Regions from separate parts of the Gossypium hirsutum genome. Here region 1 is linked to region 2. Evidence: chromatin contacts called from public Hi-C data. All regions are on one chromosome and are shown on one strand. Each heading gives the region's core, a stretch centred on a gene start, on an enhancer-like site or on the middle of the called end of the contact. The rest is flanking DNA. Distances are from core to core; before and after follow the strand shown. Region 1 holds the start of LOC107921000 (exosome complex component RRP4 homolog). Region 2 holds the start of LOC107911489 (protein BLISTER).

The links. Hi-C and Micro-C count contacts between places; a contact is called where the count stands out from the background.
Region 1: a Hi-C map of leaf shows a contact between it and region 2, with 2.2 times the contacts expected there. The contact joins the promoter of LOC107921000 here to the promoter of LOC107911489 in region 2. A contact is called at or near these places in 3 of 34 Hi-C or Micro-C datasets (leaf and seedling).

What each region holds. Positions count from the first base shown.
Region 1 is chrD11:39,917,689-39,924,610 of Gossypium_hirsutum_v2.1, reverse strand. It overlaps LOC107921000 (exosome complex component RRP4 homolog), which reads right to left and starts at 1,358. Exons shown (of 7, transcript XM_016850845.2): 1 at 841-1,358; 2 at 655-756; 3 at 519-564; 4 at 293-382. The coding sequence starts at 995. LOC107921326 (protein S-acyltransferase 8) reads right to left here. Exons shown (of 5, transcript XM_041104516.1): 2 at 6,299-6,460; 3 at 5,396-5,698; 4 at 4,858-5,088; 5 at 3,572-4,125. The coding sequence ends at 3,841.
Region 2 is chrD11:39,455,641-39,462,369 of Gossypium_hirsutum_v2.1, reverse strand. It overlaps LOC107911489 (protein BLISTER), which reads right to left and starts at 3,892. Exons shown (of 4, transcript XM_016839315.2): 1 at 3,364-3,892; 2 at 2,589-2,831; 3 at 1,938-2,066; 4 at 399-693. The coding sequence starts at 2,708. The coding sequence ends at 598.

The DNA of each region.
Region 1 (6,922 bases), core at 109-2,608, 460 kb before region 2:
AAACATAAATATTTTCCCCATATGGCATCAAAACGCAGCTAGCATAAATATGAGGCAGTTTTGAAGCAAGACAAACAAGGAATGAGGAACTTATAAATGTTGCTCATATAAAATTCAATGGATAGCTTCAAGGGATACTATGCAGTATCAGACCAATGGTGGAAGTTCAACTAAAAAGACTTTGCTAGTCTAACAATATACAAGGAGAACTGCACTCTCACATCAAGCATCCAACCTCAATCGAATTTCATTATAAATTCTACATAATTTCTGCAAGGAATATACAAGTTACCTGAATACCATCAGGCATGTTCATTGAAGAAAGCATTAAAACCGCATCTTGGCTAAAATTAATTTCTAATCTCCACCGCTTTTGAGCAACCTGAATATGAATAAATGAAAATGCAAAGTCCCTTATGTGTTCCAGAAAAGAAGAATAATTATTTTTGGTACAAAGGGAAATACTGGGTCAATGCCACATTTGAAGGTAAGTGTTATTCAGCCACTTTAGGCCTTACCTCGACTACACGTCCCACTACGACATCCCCAACCTCTGGCTTGTACCTAAAAGATTTAATAATTCGAAAATAATTAAATTCCAAAACAACAAAAGAAGAGTAATAGGATTGAAGAGAGATTTTTGTTTGAGAATACCTAGCGCGTAAGGAGCGTACGTAGACCAGTTTGTTGACGCGCTCCACAACGCCGCACACAGTTGCCACCAATTCGCCGTTGAGGTCCGTTGTTCCATGTCCCCTTCAGAAAAAAAAAAGTGAAGAACATAAAACAAGTGTTTAGCCATGCTATATAATTAATTTAATTGTAGTTTTTGGGGAGCACTTGAGAAAAGCGTCTTCGTAGTTGACAGGAATAGTATCGGCGACGGTAACGGAAGCGTCGGAATTGGCCATAGCAGATAGAGACTGAAGCTTTTCGAATGCCCTTTGAAGTCTTACCCTTTGGGTTTGGCTCAACGGTAACTTCAATCCTCTCATTTTATCTTTGTTATCGGCTACTCGGCATAAGCTTGATTTCGGGGTACTCAAACTCTTCCTGCAAAACAAAAAAAGTGGAGAGAAGAAGGAGAAGAAGAAACCCTAAACCCTAATGCCTCGATTGAATTTCCCCCCATTCTTTGATTACTAATTGGGCTGTTAACGGGCTATTTAATTGGGCCACCCGGTTGATTTGTTCGTACTTTTGTAAGATTTCTGTAATTTTGTTTCCGTGACCAAAGTACCCAAAAAAAATATCTCGCAGCTCAAGCTTAAAGAAGAGACAGAGAGAAATGCATAAGAAACAGGGGAAAAGTTACGTGGGTTGAAGAAGTTAGATTTTCTGCACAATGATATTTCTTTTGCCTAAATATCTTATAACTAAGAAAAACCTAATTTAAATAAATTTGTTCAGAAGCGAAGGCTTAACTCAATTGTTAGAAGTCAAAAGCTGTTTTTATTATTTAAAATATATTAAAACATTTTAGAAGGCTATTTTTTATAATTAATGTAAACATTTTTTTTGATTAAATAGTTATTCATATCTAATCAAATTAATCTAAATTTAAAATACTTGTAATAATTGAGAAATTTAAATTAAACAAATAATTCAACTCTAGAAAATTTAATATAAAGTTGTTACCCCAATCCAAAAAATATGTATTAGAGCGAACATAATCGATATTAACTCAATTACAACTTCAATGTTACACTTGGCGCTTTAAGATAAACATTACTATCCAATAAACACCTAAATAAAAGAATAGGGTAACACCACAAAGTTCATGGTCACAATCTTGCCAAATAAGGATACCCTAACGAGTAAGCACATGGTTTTAGAACATGATATTAACGACTACGAATATCTCAACCAATCAATACGACCACACACTCTTATGCAAGAAAGCAACTCATGAGTAACAAAAGGAATGGCCGCAAGTTTTGATAAAAAAGGAAGATCTAGCAATTATTAAGGAATATCTTTCACTATCATTATTCTCTAATATATTTCAAACCCTTTATCTCTTTTAAATACCTGCTGATTTAAACATCAGATAGCATTTAAGAACATAAGCTTCGATTCTCCCCTAGTTTTCTTTGTGCTTGTAACTTGTTACTAGCCATCTCAAGTCAATTTTCCCTTCTCATAAAGATGACACATTAACATATCTAAATAGTATAGTTCACAATTATACTCCAATATTAGTTTACTTATGTCATAAATTATCTTTTTATGGTGAAAGTGAAAATTCATAAATTAATCCCTATGCTTTTTAATCTTATCCAATTTAGACTAAATGTGATCTTCATCCTACCAATATACATTTCATGTCATTTTTATTCCAAATAATCATTATTAACTAACATTTTCTCAAATTAGTAAAATTATATTTTAGTGTTCATACTTTTTAAAATTTATGATTGATCATTTTATCACATTTTCACATTCACAACTCTTCATTGATTTCCATCACCAATATCAAATTAATTCCTTATGATCTCTTTTTCTAACTCATTTTTATATTTTCTCAAAGTTCACTAAACATGATCTCAGAACAATACCAGATGTTGTATAGAAAATTTGGGGGCGTTACAGTAATAGTATATAATAGGGAGATCAATTATAATACTTTAGTGGAATGACTATGTGACAAAATAACTTTATAATTAATAGACAAAGAGCCAAAACTTAATTACAATTTATTTAAGTCATAATTATATATGTCCAATCGGTTCATCTATTAACTCAACACAACTTTTTGACAGATTAAGTTTAATATGAACACTTGCATGGGACCGTACACATTGAACAAGTAGAATTAGTTCACTAGATTTACTCATTGAAATAATAAGTTTTTTTTTTGTTTAACGATTAGATTGATCTGGGATTAATTTAGTTACTTTGGATATTTATTTAATTAGATCAAATGATGGATTCGAAGTGGATTTAAATTAAGTGATTATAATATTTAATTGCTTGAAATAAAATTAAGTAAATAAAATTGTGTATGCATTTTAATACAATAAAAACGTGGTGAGTTCAACGAGATTAAAATAGGGTTTGCGTACTATATTTAATTAGATAATTAATTTTAATTTTTTACTTGAAATTAATTAACAATCCAAAATATATGTAAGCCTTAATATTAAAAGGTGACAAACACATGTATGGAGAAACCTTGCCACCCAAGCAAGCAAGGAGGTGGCATTAAGAGTACTTATTGGGCTTGATTTGCCGTCCATAAGATTTATTATGCCTTGAAGACTCTTTATTTATTGACAATTCTAAATAATTAGACTTCTAATTAGCTCTCTCTAAATATCTTATATTGATTGAAGAGATAATATTGATGGTTGATCAAAATAGATCATTTTATGAGAATTAGAATATCTAGTTGTCAATCCACATACTCAGTTTGCTCAAAATTATTTTTTTTCTTTACAGAGTTCTGAGTGAGCATTATACAACTTTCTCTTAAACGAATCAAAAATCTCTTCACAAATGTATCTATGATGGAAATTATGCTACCATAATATAGGAAAAATAATAATAATGCAATGTTGAGAAGGGAGAATTGAATAACTCAGTGATGGATATTTATAAAACTAAATTGGATTTGCACTGTCTATAAACAAATATGGACTCTGATAAAACAATCAGTGCTAGTCTATGCTGCTGTTTCTTTCTTTCTTTCTTTCTTTCAAAATTCTTTAGCTATCCATGCCCTCAAGATTTCTAGGCAAAGATAAAGTTACCCATTTAAGGTATTTTTCATCCCAAAGGAACTCAGCTAGCCTTAGAAGAGATTTGGTAAAGGCCTGCTGCTGCTTGTTGAGGTTGCTCTTAAGCATCTTCAGCTTCACGGCGTTGGGATATCTTGAGAAGGTCGCCACCGATTTCTCGGTCGTCTTCTACTTTTTCTCTTCGGTTTCCATCTAAATTACCTATGTAACCTTCTGAATTCATGCCCCGGGTAAACCCTCTTTCATTTTCTTGTACATAAGCGTGAAAATTGTTTCTTGAAGGCTTTATCTTGGAGCAGAATACTTCTCGAAAGTTGTTCAAGCAGCCACGGTCATATACTTGAGGCCTTTCTACTCCTCGGTAACGAAATGTCTCATATGTGGTCTAAAGAAATAAATACAGTATAAGAAACTCTTGATAACAGAAAGAGATGTATAGTAAGTAGCTCACATCTATGTTATATCAACTCTTTATTTTTCTTATTATATTCTTATTTGATACTTATGTTGAATATTTTAGACACAGGTATAAAATATGGTCCTTTAAATATATGAGAAAATTCGAATTAGACATATATCCATATTTGACATTCACTCCCAAGTTAAGTCTAAATAACATAAAAGTCAACATACTCTCATCTCCCTCCCCCTCCCCCTCCCCCATCCCCTCACTTTTTTATTGTCCGTTCTCCTTGTTGAAACTGTTTTGGCATCATGCCAAACCTACATTCTCCAAATACATCAAAGCTATCATTATTCACATATCCCATCCCATCTTACATCCATTACTTTTAGCACCTGAACATTCTTCCATAAATAATTCACAACCTGCACTTCAGGTTTCAGCTTTTGAAAGAGAGAAGAACGAAAATAGAGAAAGTAAATAGTAGAAAGATCCTAGTCCATTTTGTGTATGTTCCCATTCCCAAGGTCTATATTTTTCTTCAAAAGAAATTTGTAGTTTGGCTTTCTAGACATGCTTGGCTGGTATCATATACAAATAACAGGAAGCTAAAAGCAGCATATCAGAGTACTAGGCTGCAACCACTTACATAAAGAACAAAATACAGGTAATACTTCCTCCCCAAACCTCCCAAAAATTTAGAAGGATACTCACCTGGTTTGTGCCAATAAGATATAAGTGGAAGCAGGTAAGTCCTCCAACAAACCAAAGGAAAATGAAGCAATAAACCATTAGTACCACCGAAAGTGGTGACTCTTTTATTGCCTTCCAGACCGTTCCATAGTCATTCGTAAGGAATTTTATGTTCAAGGCAGAGATTCCAAAGATAAAGATGCAGAGGATGGTTGAAGACGAAATGAACAAAAAGAATGAACGGTAGTTGCGCTGCATATACATAGAAGGTAAGTTACTCTTTTGTCATTGAGCAAATCTTTCTTACAATGATGATGTTTATCAACATCAAAACATCAATTACACTAAAGATGGTACTTCAGTTTCCTGTTTTGTTGGCAAAGGATCTGAAGATAATAAAGTCTAGAAATATATTTTTGCACATGTGAATCTTTCGATTGTTTGTAGTGCATAATTTAGATTTGGTTTCTCATTTTTTTTGGCCATTTTAAAAACATACAGATTTCAGCAAGTAAATAGACAACTAGTTAAAAAACAAGAGAAAGCCTGATACACTTACCATTCCGATGCACTGGCCTACCCAAGGACAATGGTGATCAAATCGCTCCACACAATTATCACATACAGAGCAATGTGAGCAACGAGGTGGACGATACAACTGGCATGTGATACAATACTTCACCCTAACAGGCACACCATTGACAATAACTTCTTTTGTGGGTGGTAGTCGTGGGGTTGGTGTTTGTCTCCCAACATCAATTGAAGCTGAGGAATCATAACATATCTCTTCTGTTGGTGGATGTAAATTGCGAGGAACAATTCCAGGGTCTCTGGCAGAGGTAAGAAGAAGCAGGAGTAATACCTGTCATAATCAATTAAGGAATTACATTTGAAAATTTGTGGTTTCAGTAAAAAATAAATAATGATAATAATCCTACATGATCATATGAATAATATGAAGAAGATTTATTATTTTAAGTAAAATAATAAATAAATATTAAATTATTATTATTCAACAAAAATGTGATTCAAGAGTTATCATTAATAATTTTGCTTCTTCTTCTACTATTTTATTAAGGTTTTTTTTTTCAATTTCTTCTTAAATTGGGTGGTTTTTTACTGTGGAGATCCAATGTGGCAAGTTAACCGACCACATCAACAGTCCCATTAAGACACTAACGGAAACTGTTAATTAGCGTCTGTTTGTAACTTTTTTATAATGTTAGCGACTGTTTTGTTATTTTTCAAAAATTGAGTGACTGAAATAAAACTTAAGTGACTGTTTTGTTAGCTACCCCAAAGTTGAGTGACTGTTGGTGGAATTTACCCTATATTAAAAATGCTATTCCTATTTTAGTTTTTTCAGGCAGGAATCTAGAAAAGAATTGAATTGCAAGGTGATGTTTACAGAGCAGAGGGTTTTATCAAAGGAACTAACATAGATTGTGAAAACTACTGTCACCATTAGAATTGCATAGCCAGCGATATTTCCTGAAGTTTCATCAAAAAGGTTCCGTGCAACATTTGTACAGAAGATAATAACGGGAACAATGATAAGTAGTAAGGTAATAATCAGCGACTTTGCATCTGGACCAAATATCAACCTCCCCCTGAAAATAAATTTCTGCAAGATGAAGCCAATATAAGATATATATGCAGAAAAGGTCCACAAATTAGACTAATAAATATAATGAAAGGTTTCTAGATATTAGAACATACGAACTTATAAACATGTATGCATAAGCACCTATGTATATGTATCTAAATATGCCACATAGAGAAATATGCATTCATATATGGTCATTTTGCTGAATGAGGATAACACTAATGTAACTGAACAAACTAGAGAAATATCATTAGTAATCATAAGTTCAAAATATAATGGTCAGCATAAAGCTCAGTATTCCAGTATAGGACAGCTAAGAGCTGCATTTCCATGTTCACCTCTCTCCAAAGGGAAAGTTTCCTTTCAAGATCGAGTCATTCAAGTTTTCTTTTGAAATTTTCCATCATAGTAGAGATATTCTGTAGATATTTTGAAGCCCATCTTGATGTAAATTCAACTTTGATACTTCAGATTGCTCCA
Region 2 (6,729 bases), core at 2,643-5,142:
ACTATAGCAGTAAGATTAGAAACAGCGGGGAAGTGTGTGTTTGGATTCAAACGTAGCTGTAGCGGTGAGGTGAAAATAAAAAATGACTTTTAAGGACATTAGATTAAAAATTATATATAATAGAAGTTTTTAAAATTATTAAACAATTACAAAATTAATAAATGATTAAAAATTATTACAATTATATTTATTTTCAATAATAAATAATTAAAAATGAATTAAAACTAGAGAAAAATTCAAAAATTTATTTTATTTAACATTTCAAATTAATCATATATTTAATTATAGGAGAAAAACAAATTACATGTAGTCCGGATTACATGTGTTGGTTTTTTTAGCAGAAAACTAAGGAGAAAGAAAAACGAATGCAAAGAAGTTTGAACAAGAAGAAAACTGAATTTGATTTCCAAAAATCAGATCTTTTTCATTGACTTGAGAAGCATATATGTTACAATGAAATATGGCAGTTAACTAATGTATAACTGCTCCCAAAGCCTAGATAGAATTACAAACAAAATGTAGCTGACATACCAGCTATAACATCAAACATAAATCAACAACTACTCCTACTAACTTTAAGTATAAATTACATTGCAACTAAATCAAGTTACAAATGAACAAAATAAACAAAATGCTGCTGCTTATCTGGTTCAGCTTGGATGCTGGTCTGCATGCTGGTTTGCAGCTGGTTTCCTGTTGCATTGCAGGCCAAAGTTCAACAACATCCTGTACTTTGCTTACTAACAAAGTAGTGCATATTCCTTTTAGTGCATTAAGGGGAATTATGATTATGGTATGTTAGACATCAGAAGAACCTATATATTCTTAAAAAGTAAAGATATGAAAAAGCAGAGTGTTGAAATGACTATTCAATGACATTGAAAATAATATATGGGTGTCCAAAATTTAGACTCAAGGGCATAAGCAAAGCAAATAACAAAGACAATGTCACCACAGAAACTGTAAACTAAATGAAATATTGTGCAAGGCTAATCCAAAGATAAGAAATAAAATCTTTATTTGAAGTTCAAGGTCTTTGAAATGAACATTCCCAAGCAAGCAACAAGGTATCTTCCCAAGCAATACATTGCAAATGATTCATAACAATCATGTAGTATCGAACAATCAACACTAACTGATGGATGCACCAATGATACAAACTGTTAAAATAATCCAGGTTAGTAAGACTGAAAATAACATATAATTACACCAGATGCATGGTGCAAAATTAACATGTTGCATGCTGTGCCAAAACTATACTCAAAACTTAAATAGTAACCTAAGTTGAATATAGGTCAAATTTTTTGTAACATAAATATGCTACTGCTGGTTTTTACTAATTCCTAGCACATAAGTTGTTGAACAGCTCAGTTTAACAAGAAGGTTTAACAATGTTACTCAATTGGACTAATTTCTTAGTGTTCATAAAATATGAGGACCATTCTGACAAATCAGAGGGACTAACTTCTCAGATGCTGTAAAATAAAGGGACAAATTTCATAATTAGACTTAAAAAAAGCATACTTGAAAGAAGAAATTTTAGCCTATGAGTTCTCCAATTGCCTCTCCAATTTTAGCTCATTTGACCTTAATCGACGTGCCTACAGAAAGGATATTAAAAACATTTTAATCTAGCAGAAGACAAAAGTAATTTCACTCCAGTGTCAACAGCTTTATACAGAAATATATTCAAGGGAATAAAGTAAGAAACTCCAAATGCTAATAATATCATATAAAACAAGCAAATAACATGATCAAGTCAAATATAAAAAAGGACTAGAGAGCCACTTAAGTTAAACTGGCACCCTTCACGTGGTATATATTACAACCATGCATATACGAACATGACAGCTTACTGATCTTTCAGTATTATTATCAAGAGTGATATATGTTCTGTAATGAATAGAATAAAATTGGAGAAGGAAGAAAACCTTTACCCATTGAAACTTTGTTACCTTCTCTTCCAAACCAATGACTTCAGAAGCCAATATATTAGCACGTTCATCAGCTGCATTACATTCCAGTCGTGCATTTGCATATTCCATTTTAAAAGACTCGAGCTCTGCCTGCAATACCAAACACCAGACATAGCAAGAATAAAAAAAGGGATAAGGGCTGAAATAGAATGTTGTTGACATTTTAAAAAGTATTTGTAACAAGCTCCCTAACAATTTGAACATCACTAGACAAAGAACACAAGAGAACAAAATGCATATCAGCATACATACAGCATAGCATTTTAAAATGCAGCATAAAACTGAATTCATCCTTTGCAACAAAAGAAAACCATTCAAAACAAAGACTTATTGATCAGACTATTGAAGAGTCATAAACGAAGTCACAGGAGTCTAACAACAAAAATTCCCACTGCAATGATAAGAACGGTCACACTGTCAAGTAACAAACACGACCTTCAATGATATAGCTATGAACTTAGGTCAAGGTAACACCACAATGGTATAATTCAGATGCACCTGCAAATCGTACTGAGAAAAACATACAACAGAACTTATTTCTTTCCCTCAATAGACCATAAAGTATAAACCTATTTCATAACTCAAAAAATATGGCATCCAAAAAATAGATACCAGGACAAGGATACTGGAATACATAAGGACCAGTCTCGACAGACATCCTTGAAGCTTCATTATGGCCTTTAGAGAGATTCTTAAACAAAGCCTTAACTTGTTGTTTGTACATTTCAGCATCTGTCAGATCCCGACCATCATCTAGTCCCTCGCCAGAGGAAGACCATCAGTAACACGAGCAATCATTGTCAGTTTCACCATCTTTACTCCCCTTTTTCTCAGCTTTCACAAAATCCCTTCAAACTAATAGAAACGCAAAATTAACACCTTAAGTAAAATTTAACAAGCCAAATTCCATTCCATGATATTAAAAAAATGCATAGCGGATTTCAATTGACTATAATTCGATAATTTCATTCTCAATCTTAATGGTACAACCACCCACCACAAAGCTGAAAATAAATACTATTTTCCACTTGAACAATTATCATTGCAAACAATTAAAATTATCGGAAAAAAACATAAATTGATTCCATAATTTTGATTTTCACTAAACCCTCATCATTGGTCAAAAGCAAGATCGACCCAACACTTCCTTTTCCAATCGAAAGGTCATTAATGTAATCCAAAGACAATCAATCTAGTCAATGTCATCACGATCTGACAAAGAAATATATATTTTTCAAGGATTCCAACAAAACCCAGAAATTCAGTAGAAGAAAAAACAAAATCTCATATAAGAATTTCCACAATGAACGATTTTTTTCTTCAAATAATTATATGCATGCACATTTAAAAATCGATAAATAAAAGCTATTAGTTTTTAATGGAATACCTGATTAGAGCATGTAGGTCTTCGAATTTCTCCTTGATTTCAAGGATAAGAAAAAGGAATGAAGAACGGAAGAAGGAGAAGCAGCTCTACCTGGATGAAGGAGGAACCGGAAGAGGTCCTTGACCAAACTGATTTGCAACCCAAGGGGAAGGGGAAAGGGAAGAGGAAGGGGAAAGGGGAGAAGAAGGGTAGCCAAACATTAGAAAAGCCTGAAGAATGCAACTGCAGAATATATGGGTAAAAGAGGAAAAGAAAAATAACTGAAGTTGCTAAATTTTTATTGGACCAAAAGTCTCCAGTCTAGAATTAAGCCTCCGGTGAGGTGAAATGTATTTTCAACGTACTGAAGAATACTTTCTAAACAGCCTTGCATTTGTTAACATTTTAGTTGAGCCTTGCGTTTGTTAACATTTTAGTTGCAATTTTTTTTAGCCTAAAAAAGCCAACCTACTGGAACCCAGTTGCATCTAAAGGAACCCTAAATTAAAGATATAATTCGGTTCATTTCAAAATAATAGTAACATTCAAAACCTCAAACCAAAACCAAACACTACCATTTAAATAAATTTTCTATTTTTCAATTTTGTTCGGCCCTACTAGGAGAGACATCACTAAAATATCCAACCCAACAAAACTTTCAAGTCAGATTAGCTGAATTAAAAAAATGATTATTTGATTAGATAATATTAAGTATATCATTAGTACATGCATCGTTAATTAACCAAAACAAATCACCCTGGGCAATATAAATTCTTGATTTAAAGATTTATAACTATTATTTCCCCATCTCCTTTATGGATTTATTGTACTGCCACGATGCCATGCGATATGATGATGGGAAAGGTTCGGGATAATGTTTTCACGTATTTCATTTCATTGCTCATTTCCATTAATCCATTTCAGCTCTTAATGATCTAAATACGAGAAAGCTTGGTTTTGACGGAATTCAAGTTTGAGAAAGTTCAAGTCCGTAAAAATTCGAGTCCAAATGTTACGAGGCTAGAACGCGATTCTTTTGCTTCAAATCCGCCTAAGTGTTTGAATAAATATTCTCAAAAGTATTTTATTACTCAAGAATCTGGGGTAACTCTATTTACGGTTGAGCTCTCTCAGATCTAGTAGTACAATTTAAATTAGATCAACGGTCAATATTAAAACTTATCTACAAGATGAGATTCCTAAGAGATTTAAGCTCCATACATTCTTATCCCTCAGGATTACAAAATATTCGCCTTAGTAAAATATAAATTACTAGAGTGTTTACATATTCTCTAAACTGAGTAGATAGGCTTTAGTCTCTCTAAGTAATAGGTCAGTCCTATCGCATCGAATGACCCTAAATAAACAAATGGATCATCAAATGGTGCCTTGGTCGTGGGCTCCTTTGTGCGGTCCATGACATTCTCCACCACCTATTCTCACAACGCCTTTATTGCGTCTGACCACCTCTAAACATACGAACATTTAGAGTAAAAAAATTGTGAAAATAAATCGATATAAAATTAGAGCGGTATCTGCAAGCGAATAGGTAAAATTATAATATAGAAGTGTTACAACGGAACACCAGTAAGTATTTTGAGGATTATACCAAAGGGATTGCATATTGGAGAATTTTATTATTAAATTAATTACAAAAAATAATTAATAATCTGATTGAGTCATAAATTAGTAGTGTGAATCCAAATTAAAAGATTAATTAAGCTAATTAAATTAATTGCTCTAAATTAACCTAATAGAATTTCCTATTCCTAGTGTCGACAATGCGAGTTCTCAACTTATGATCGATTAATAGATAAAAGATTAACTTATTTTCGTGGTCGTAATTAACTTCAAAACTCGGTTTTTTATTAGAGAATTAGTTATTACCTAGATAATATTACCTCTCGACCTCTACTGCCTAACTAATCAACCAGTACACGCTTATCTCTTGGCCTCACTCTCCTCACTAGGATAAATACACGATTTACTTGGTAACCTCATCTCTCGATCCGTTTACCTATATTACTTCCTAGGTTTGTTAAGCGTAGGGCTTAAAAACACGTGCATTCATATAAACAAGTGATTGCAGCTTTACACTAGTCCTAATTGTTGCAAATCACTCATCCCAAAAACATCACTTACATCAAATATAAACTCTCCAACAAATTGTCTAACACGACTGCCAAACACACAAAATAAAGTTAATAAAATAAACAACCAAAAGCACTCCACAAAACACACCCATGTGTGCAGTACAACAACCTATTTGTAGGCTTAACATGGCAACTTCCCTTATCAGCTTTGTGAAGATAAATTCATCCTTTTAGTTGCACAATAATTCTGGATAAAAACCTTCAATCTTTATCCCAAGATAAAGCCTTATAAACCAAGTAAAATCAATAGATAAATCACCAAGGACAAAGGCTTAAAAGACGAGGATAAGTCTTAACGGATAAGGCATGTCGATCTCGTAGTTTTTTCAATCATCCAAATCCAATTACCATGGTTTGAGATGAAACATGTTCTAAGATTCATTTGCTTATGGAGAAAACGTCCACGGAGGTCTAAATATAAAATGCTAACATCCAACTCTATCTAAGCTGTCTTAAAGTCTTGTCCAAACAATTGTTTAAACAGGTTGTTTCAGCATCAACACTAAATAGCAAAAAGCTCAAAGCTACCAATCTTTCCTTCACTTCCTAATCCAATCAGCAATGTATAGGATGTGATGGAACATGTTTTGAGACTCATTGCTTATGAAGAAAACAATTGTGGAGAATCAAGTCAAAAAGCCCAAATGCAACTCGACTTGAGCTGTCCAAGAGTCTATTGTTTAAAGGTTTCGATGGATAGTTGTTTAAATAAGGAGTTGTTTAAACAAGATGTTATGAACAGCTTAGCAAGTTTTCTGAATAAGAGTTGAAACATTAGCAAGGAGAGAATGAAAGTTCCAACACACACAAATATATAATTATTAATTAGTCCAAAATCAAACCCAAATTTACTAATTGATTTGATTAAATTGGCTCGATGAAGAATTTAAAGGAAAATAGTATATGTTGATAAACTTTGACAGATGAATTTCTTGAGCCTCCTCATCAGACATACTGAGTCACAAAAGAAGAATTAGGGGCTTCAATTAGGTCGAAGATGGCGGCGGCATATGTTATGCATGTGAAGCAGATGCACAGTTTGAGTTTGCACCATCTTCCCATACATCTTGCTATGTTTACATGGGACAGATAAGCGGAAAGGAAAATGGGAAATTTGGTTTTATTTATTTATTTCTTTCTTTCTTGTTAATATTTGATAAGTTGTTATTAATATAATTATTTATATCCTCCTGTAAGCGTTTGCAAGCTTAAAAGTAAAGGGGGTTGAGAAAAT